Linked DNA regions of Gossypium hirsutum: all the other regions are linked to region 3. The links are chromatin contacts, called in public Hi-C maps. All regions are on one chromosome and are shown on one strand. The core of a region is the stretch at or near the end of the contact, and the rest is flanking DNA. Distances in the headings are between cores, read along the strand shown.

Region 1 (2,801 bases), core at 141-2,640, 280 kb before region 3:
TTAAAGTTTAAAAGAGATGAAAAATTAAATGGAGAGTTAAAATGGTTTTTTTTTTGAAAAGTTAGAGGGCCAACAAAGTCATTTCACCAATTATTAATTCTATACCTCAACGAGCATATCACTAAGTGCAATGGCCAAAAGCTCCCAAAAGTAACAACACTCTTTGCTTGAAGGATCATCACTTCTTCTCCCTATAAGTGTCAAAACCATACGCCCTCCATCCACCAGTTCCTCTGATCTACACTTCAAAAACAAGGAAAAATTCTTTTGGAATTGCACATAATATGCCTTAAGCACGTCTGGTGGACTTGTGCTAGCCATGTAAATGTTCCGTTTATTACTTTCCAGCCCTTGAGGAACCTGGATCAAATCAAAATAGTTCACTCATAAATTAAAGGCTCTTTTCGATTCTAAAATGATTAATGATATATACACAATACAACATTAATATATAAACTAAACCTGGGATAGCCAGTGAAGACTATAGGAAGAGTGTACGAAATGAAGGCTGTTTTTCCTGAAAAGCCTTCCGTAGAAAGAACCAGGTACTCCCGTGAAAAAACATGGTCCGTTGCCGGGTCCAAGTTGCTTCCTCAGTTTGTTTTGGAAGTCGGACAAGGACCTGAAAATGGTGTTGAAATCATTCCCAGGAAGATCATTCAGAAACACTTGATACTCGGGGGATTTTTTGCCTATCTTTTGGCGAACACTATCCACCACTTTGAGAAGTTCAGATACCAAAAAGAAAGTGTTGGGTCCCGAAGAACAACCCAAATCTGCGATGGCTATTTCATCCGGATATTTGCTGCAATAAAGCTTAGTTATTGCGTCCTCTGTGATTGGCTTTGTCATGGTTATCACCTTTTGCTGTCCAAGATATTTCAGGTTAAAAAATCACAGCATACATACATACATACATACATACATACATACATACATACATACATACATACCTGAAGTAAAGAGTTCTTTGCATAACTGGTTTCTCCAACTCCGCCATTCATATGAAGAACTTGAACTACTTCCATCTCGATAAGTCTTTTATCTCTCTGTAATTACGATCTCTCGAAGCTTGTTATGGTGATCAAGAGACGTTGCGTGAGCCCCTATTTATAGATGATGTTTGTCTCAGCGGCTCCTTAATTTTAGCACATTTTCATGCATTCCCCTCTCTTGTTTTAACACATTCATTGCATTTATTTAATTTCGAACACGGTGTTTCTTTCTTTTTTTTTTTTCACATGTAAGTAAATCATTCCAAAGTTAGTGAAGGAAGATCCTTTACTGATTGCCACTGCATCCAGCTCAGCTACAAGCCAACAATCCTATTAGCAACGACCTCACTTTGTCCGTAGTCGGTACCCATCAAAATATGTTTACTAATATTCCTAAGAATTACACCATCACCATGTATTTTCCGTTAAAAACATTAGCCTGGCTTAAAGCAGTGTCACTCAGTAAAAAAATTCGAATTATTCAAATTGAATTAATTAATTTTTTTAAACTAAATTAAATTTTTAAATTCAAATAATTTAAATAATTTAAATAATTTAAATAAACCAAATATAAAATTTTTTTACTTACCTTCTTCCTACCCCTCAAATCATTTTACTTTCTCTCTCCCAAAATTTAAATAAACCTAGGCTTTTTTGGCCTAGACCGAATATGAAAAAAAAACTGCTATTTTTTTATTGCTTTCTTGCTATTTTTTTATTGTTTTCTTCGTATTTTCCTGGTTTTTTATTAATATTTTACTACTATTTCACTATTATGTTGCTACTATTTTATTGTTATTGTTTGAATATTATATAACTCTTATTTTATTGTTAATTTTGTTACTATTTTAGAGGCATTTGCTTGTTAAGTTGCACCTATCTTAGTGTTATTTAAGTATAAATATTGTTTTTAATTTATTTTTAATTTGTTAGGAAATAATTATTTTAATACTTTTAGTATTTTTGATATATTATATATATTTTAAAAAATTTATATAAAAAATTGATATGGTCAGGTCGGATCTAAGTTTTAACATTTTTATTCAGGTCGGGCTTAAATAAAATTTTAAACTCATTTTTGGGCTAGGCCCGAGCTTAGCAAACGGGCCTAAAATTTTGATTGGGCCTGGCCTGACTCGGCATATGGACATCTCTAGTTCTTTCTCTATTCTACATTTTAGCAATGGGCATCTCCTTTCCTCGTTTCCCATATGGAAGCTCTCCATTACTAATCTCCCTCATCTCCTCCATTTATGACTCCGCCCTATAAGGGTGAATTATTGTAAACCCCTACCGCCACCAAGTCCTCCTTGTTAAACACTAGTATCACCACAAACAGTTGCAATGTTTACTATGTTGGCACAATTCCAAATATTTACTAATTACCACAACTTTTATAAAAAAAATATATATAAGAAAAAATTTCCTAAATCAAATTGACCTTGCCCATGACCCAAAATAATAATAAAATTTAACAATATAATTGTTGTTATGACACATACAAAATTGCAATTAAATTTAATATTTTTGTCACATGGATTGATAAATCATTTTTTAATATATATCTAACAATCAAAAGTTATATATAGATTTTTAATTCACTAAAACTTTAACGTTGTACAATCTATATAATTAAGTAGAGTATGATATATTAATTAACAAATATAATTGGTATATACAATTAATTTAGTTCTTCATTAATACAAACATATCATTTCTCTCTATATCTATACATAGTAATATCTACCAGGAAAAAGGGAAAAAAAAATCTAAATTTTAAGTTCCACATTTTTTAATTTGTTTTAG
Region 2 (3,001 bases), core at 52-2,551, 430 kb before region 3:
TACTATAGAAAAGATATAAATATAAATTATAATTTATAGACTTGTCTATAGGTCGGGCCAAGCCCATTTGAAAAGTGAGAGAGTTTAGGCAAAAGTATAAATTTAAAAAATGGGCTTTGACAAAGAAATAAGACCCGTTTTCTAAACGGGTTGAGCCTGGGATAGTCTTTTTTGGCTAGGGCTCAGCCCAACCCGAATTTGTAAAAAATTATAATTTTTTATTGTTTTGCTACTGTTTTTTCATTGTTTTACTATCATTTTGCTATTAGATTATTACTTTTTTTGTTGTTATTATTTAGATATTATATAAATCTTATTTTATTATTATTTTTAGCATATTTAGTGTATTATTTTTTATATAAAAAATTTTAATATGACGGGCTAAACTTGAGTCTAAAAAACGAATTTAAATTTTTTTTACTTGGGCTGACCTGACCACTTATACGTATCAATATCCGGTATCTATAAATAGGGGAACAAGTTGGGCCTTTTTTTCCAAGCCCGGGCTGTTGAAATCTTTAATCCGTAGTCCGTACAATAGTGATGAGCCCAATTTAGTAGTTGATTCCATTGAACCAAGATATTTTTGTATTTTGGATGATGACATTGACAGATTCCATTTACATGTGGTCAGCCCTTACCAAAGCACTTTTCGCCCTTGAACTATAAACTTACCACGTGTTCTCTTTCTTCTTTAACCCTCAATTTTCTAGATTCCAAAAGTTCCTCCTTATTTATTTATGATTACATCAAATCATCACAAGATTCTTGGATTAAACAACCCTTTAGTCGGTGTTTTTAAGAATAAAGTTAATTTTAATTTTAATAAAAATTATTACTTAGCTTTTATTTAATTAATATTATCGAAAAGTGACAATTTTTTATTACAGATTGAACATGTGATAACTGAGGTTATCACAAGATTCTTGTTGCATTAGACAATCCTTTACTCAACTCAAATATTGTTGGTGTTTGTTTTAATTATAATTGAAATATTAAAATGGTTGGGCCTTATTTTACAAATAAAAAATAAAAAAATAAAAACAAAAAGAGAGAAAAGAGGGTATGTCCGTTGCTTAATTTTGCCGCGGTCAGTGAATTCATTTGCTGACCCCACGCACCCCACTTTTCATAATTTTGCCGTTTTGCCCAAGGCAAAAGGCAATGAAGGAAGTTTCAAACTATGCATTAAGAAACAAAAAGGTAGAAATCCCGTGAAAACGATGTCGTGTGAGCCCACGAAACAAAAACATTTCCAAACACTTTGGAACCCTCTCCCAACATAAATATATTCCAAACTACCCCCATTCCAAACTGAACCCTACATCCCCAATCAAGGTCAAACCCGACATTTCACTAAATCCCCAGCAACGAATAGCAAGCCTTTTGAAATTTTTGCGGAGAGAAGTGGAGGCGAAGATAATAACTTGGGGAACAGGTTTTTTGCGAGTTCCAGAAGATCACAGAAGCAGATTTATATTTTCTTTTTCTTTTTCTATATAAATAGAAACAGAAAATTTAAAGTAAATGATAAAGAAATCCCCGTTTTATGTCTTCACTTCGCGCGCTCTAATCTGATCTCTCCTATTCCTTCTCGTCGCGCCACCGAATCCTCCGCCGCTTGCGCCTAGGGTTTCTTCTTGAAGGATTATTTTTTTCTTAGCATCCTAGTAGGTAATAAAGCTCTCTTTTCTTTTCCTTTTTCGCTTTTCTTTAATGATTTCTTTTATTTGTTTTGAGGTTTTCGTTAATTTTAATCTTTTTTTCCAGTTTTTGAATTTGCTGGTGTACCTATGTTATATTAGGGATCCATTGCGGTTTTTCTCGTTCATTTGTTTTAACTTTTCTCTGCTTCCAAACGGAGCCTTCGCAAAGTAATCGAGTTTTGCATCGTTAACGTAGATATCCCTTTTTAATTCATCAAATAGTCAAAGTAGATGATTAGAAGATATCCTTTTTCTTCTTTTCGTTATGTTTGGTTGCTGTTAAATTAGGTGGAATTCTCATGTGTCTGGTAGCTTTGTTTTGGTTTCAATTTTTCAATTAGTTATACTTATATGGGGGCTTTAATTTATCTACACAATTTCATATTTAATTTAGCTATATGCTTTCTTATTCAAAATCAGCATATAGGTTTTGGTTTTACTTAAAAAGGGAAAAAAAAAATCTTTTTGTAGCAGTATAGCTGAAGTGCTGAATAAATGTGTGTATATGAATTTAAGATTGTTTGGTCTGTTTTACTCTTCTTCTTTTTTCTTTTTTTTTCCTGTTTTTTCCTTTAACAATTATCCTGGTTGATTTGAGTGATTGGCAGAGGGATCACACTAATTTTGGCTCACGTAGTATGGATTTAGGGTTTGGATGGTTGTACTTAGCTCCCAGTTCCAATTAGGGACAGGCGTAAAATATGGAGGTTTCTAGCTGGGTTGATAGAACAAAAAGTTAGCAAGCACAAGTTTAATTGAGTGAATCTTCTCCATTTCATTGAAATTAGAATGTTATCACTTGTAGCAACAATGAGATTTTCTTCTTCCCTTCTGTTTCCTAAGAAAATGATTAGATACAGGTTTGTTGACTTTATCTTCTTTTTTTATTATTATTATGCAGAGCCATGCCGACTTTTACTGCTATAGCTTTGGATAGGCTAATAGAACCTGGAGCTTCGAAATCTGTTGACAAATCTGGTCCTAATATGAAACCACCGATTCCCAAGCCAAAGCTTATACCCAATTCAAAGCTGGAGAGGATGAATAATACATCAGTAACTGAAAGGAAGATCAATCATCCCCAAATAGCGTCACCTGCCCTCTATGCTACTCCTGAGGCAACTCCACTACCTGATTCACCATCTTCTTTTCCCCCTTCACCTTACATCATCAATCACAAGCGTCGTGGGCCTCGCCTTCTGAAGAGCTTTTCTGAAAACAATGTATCATCTCAGAAGAAAACCATTGAAGAAAGTGAGGTTAATGGGAAGGCGAAGCTGACAGAAACCAAGTCT
Region 3 (2,962 bases), core at 307-2,806:
AAGAAACTTAGTGAGTTCCGATACTTGAGAGTTCTAGATGTTTCAAAATCAATCTTTGATCAGTAGCTTGTTATTTCATATCGGTTCACTTCATCATCTAACTTATCTCAGTTTAAGCAACACTCATCCTTCGATTGAACTCCCAGCGTCCTTGGAAAAACTCACCAACCTTCAGATTTTGGACTTGAGTTATTGTCAGAATCTTAGAACTTTGCCTCATAACCTCATTACATTAAGAAAGCTCAAGGTTTTAGATGTCAGTAATTGTGGTTCACTTGAATGCTTGCCAAAAGGTTTGGGGAGGCTTTCAAACCTTGAAGTATTGTTGGGATTTAGACCTGCAAGATCTAGCCATGGTTGCCGTATCGGAGAATTAAGGAACTTGACACGATTGAGGATACTTGGATTACATCTAACACATGCTGATGAAGTTGAAGAGAACGAGGTTAATGCAATGGCGAACCTACATGATCTGGAGAATCTGTCAATAAGTTGCTTTGATAGTCATGGGAGTGATCTAACCTCAAAACTTGACAAACTCTATCCGCCACAACAACTCTATGAGTTGTCCCTCAAGTTCTATCCAGGAAAGATGAGTCCAGCTTGGCTCAATCCTATAGCACTTCCTTTGCTCAAGTACCTCTCAATCTCATCTGGAAATCTTGCAAATGTGAATCAAAACTTTTGGGGATACAACAACATTGTTTGGAAGATCCAAGGGTTAATGTTGGAATCACTTTCGGATTTGGAATTAGAATGGCCAATGTTGCAAGAAGCGATGCAAAGTTTGAGAATTGTGAATGTTAGTTGGTGTCCGGAATTGGTGTCTTTCCCAATTGATGATGTTGGCTTCAGAGGTGGAGTATGGATCAAGGGATAAGCACAAGCATTAAATCTAGAACTAATGTTGACATTCATGTCCACAAATGCAGCGGGTTTTATTATTATTATTATTATTATTATTATTATTATTATTATTATTATGTAACAAAGGGTACTTGATTAGATTTTCAAAATTTCTTTTTGAGGGTGGATTATCAAATTTAAAGATTTTAACATGGTTGTATATTCATATCATATAATCCTATCTACAGTCTAAATTGTACCGTGGGAGAACCTTTTAGTGCTTTGGATGAACAGCCCAATGTTGACATCAAGTGGGGTAATACAAACTTTATTTTTTTATGTTATGCATGTACATTTTAAGGTCAATGTTTTGAGTTCTTAATTGGCTCTCTCAAAAATATTATTTTTAAAATTCGAGCTTACATTGTTCTATTGAAAATGCAATACGTCTTATGGTTACACTCAATTAATATTAATTATTACTAACATTTTAAAGGCGGAAACAATATTTAGTATTGTCTTTAGGTCACTCAGCTTGCAAAGACTCTCAAATCGATCCATTATTTGTGTTTAGAGAATAATTTCATTAAATCGATTTGATATAAAATGACAATTAACTGATTTAGTTAACAAACTTGAATGATGAAACCTAAAATTAATTAGAAAATCCGAATAAATCTAAAACCAACCCGAGATGCGTGCCTGAACGCACCGGCATCGAAGCATGGAACTATAAAGGATTGAATTTGGGCCTTGTGGACCTAATATTAGCCTGCCGGCTACTGGGGCCGAATTAAGTCCGTCGTGAAACCGGTGCGTTTCATAGGAGATCTTTTCTCTTCAAATTTTCAAGATCCCATATTTTTCCTTTCATTTTTCTTTCGTCTTTACCCAAAAAAAGAGAGATTCCAGCAGGTAAGATTATACCTGGATCTGCTTCCTTCTTTAGAATTTCCCTGAAAGTCTCAATTTTTCTTTCTTTAAATCTTTTATGCATTTGATCCTTTCTGTTGCTTTTTGTTTTAATTTTTCAGAGAAAGAGAAATGGATCCGGATTCAGTTAAATCAACGTTGTCTAATTTAGCATTCGGGAATGTAATGGCAGCAGCTGCTCGTGACTATCAAAAGGTTGTCTTTTTACCTTAATTTTCTCTCTGTTTCTGGTTCTCTTTTATGTGTCGATTTGATCCGACCCGTTTATATCGACCAAGCTTCCATTGAATATTCTGTGTTGTTCTGAAATTTTGTTAAAATAGAACTAGATCATTACCCATATCGTCTGTTATATTGCTCCTCCCAAGGGTGATAAGTAGCTGCCCTTCAATGTTAGATATACTTACTAACTGGCATTGTAGATATTGCCTTTTGGACCTATTTTACCGCTGAGTCATTGAAGCTACTGTAATTTGTTGGCGAACTTGAATATAATAACTTGTGCGCACTTGTAGATAATAGTCATACAATTTTAAGATTCTGTTTTGGTCTAAAAAGGGGGTTTTCAATGATGGATTGGGAACTGTAACTTAATGGTTTTGGGTGTTTTGATGATGCTTTTTTTAAATGGCTACCCCAGGTTGACTTGCTGTACAAAATGTTATCTCTGATTATCGAAGTTAGCTGGTAACAACATACTTATGCCAAGTGGTATGTGTTTAATGTGAGTGAATTTGTGAATGTCATGGTCTTATAGGAGTTGCTTGCCCAAGAGAAGGCGCAGTCATCTACTGCCAACGAGGAGGTTGACCTTGATGAGCTGATGGATGTAAGTCTTATGAAGCTGTTTGTATTCTGTGATGGAGCATCTTTCATTCATTCTACGTCACTCTGCCTTTGTGTAGGCTCATGACTTCTTGTATACAGGATCCTGAGTTGGAAAAATTGCATGCAGATAGGATTGCTGCTCTCAAGGTTAGAAATTTAATGGCAATTCTTAATTCAATGTGATGAAAATCGTCTACAGATCTGGGTATGATTGTTCTGAAATCCTTAACGACACTAGGGTTTATTTGAATAGAAAGAAGCCGAGAAGCGAGAAGCCTTAAAGAGGCAAGGGCATGGAGACTACAGGGAGATTACTGAAGGAGATTTCTTGGGTGAAGTCACTGGAAGTGAGACA

Evidence for each region. Hi-C and Micro-C count contacts between places; a contact is called where the count stands out from the background.
Region 1: a Hi-C map of leaf shows a contact between it and region 3, with 2.6 times the contacts expected there. The contact joins the promoter of LOC107954540 here to the promoter of LOC107935421 in region 3. A contact is called at or near these places in 3 of 34 Hi-C or Micro-C datasets (all in leaf).
Region 2: a contact with region 3 is called in a Hi-C map of leaf, with 2.9 times the contacts expected there. The contact joins the promoter of LOC107890490 here to the promoter of LOC107935421 in region 3. A contact is called at or near these places in 7 of 34 Hi-C or Micro-C datasets (callus, hypocotyl and leaf).

What each region holds. Positions count from the first base shown.
Region 1 is chrA12:14,946,464-14,949,264 of Gossypium_hirsutum_v2.1, reverse strand. It overlaps LOC107954540 (S-adenosyl-L-methionine:benzoic acid/salicylic acid carboxyl methyltransferase 2), which reads right to left and starts at 1,390. Exons shown (of 4, transcript XM_016890130.2): 1 at 954-1,390; 2 at 463-867; 3 at 106-360. The coding sequence starts at 1,028.
Region 2 is chrA12:15,089,867-15,092,867 of Gossypium_hirsutum_v2.1, reverse strand. LOC107890490 reads left to right here and starts at 1,301. Exons shown (of 4, transcript XM_016814945.2): 1 at 1,301-1,674; 2 at 2,608-3,001. The coding sequence starts at 2,612.
Region 3 is chrA12:14,664,429-14,667,390 of Gossypium_hirsutum_v2.1, reverse strand. It overlaps LOC107935421 (thioredoxin domain-containing protein PLP3B), which reads left to right and starts at 1,556. Exons shown (of 9, transcript XM_016868031.2): 1 at 1,556-1,761; 2 at 1,881-1,974; 3 at 2,537-2,608; 4 at 2,707-2,754; 5 at 2,861-2,962. The coding sequence starts at 1,891. It also overlaps the pseudogene LOC107935437.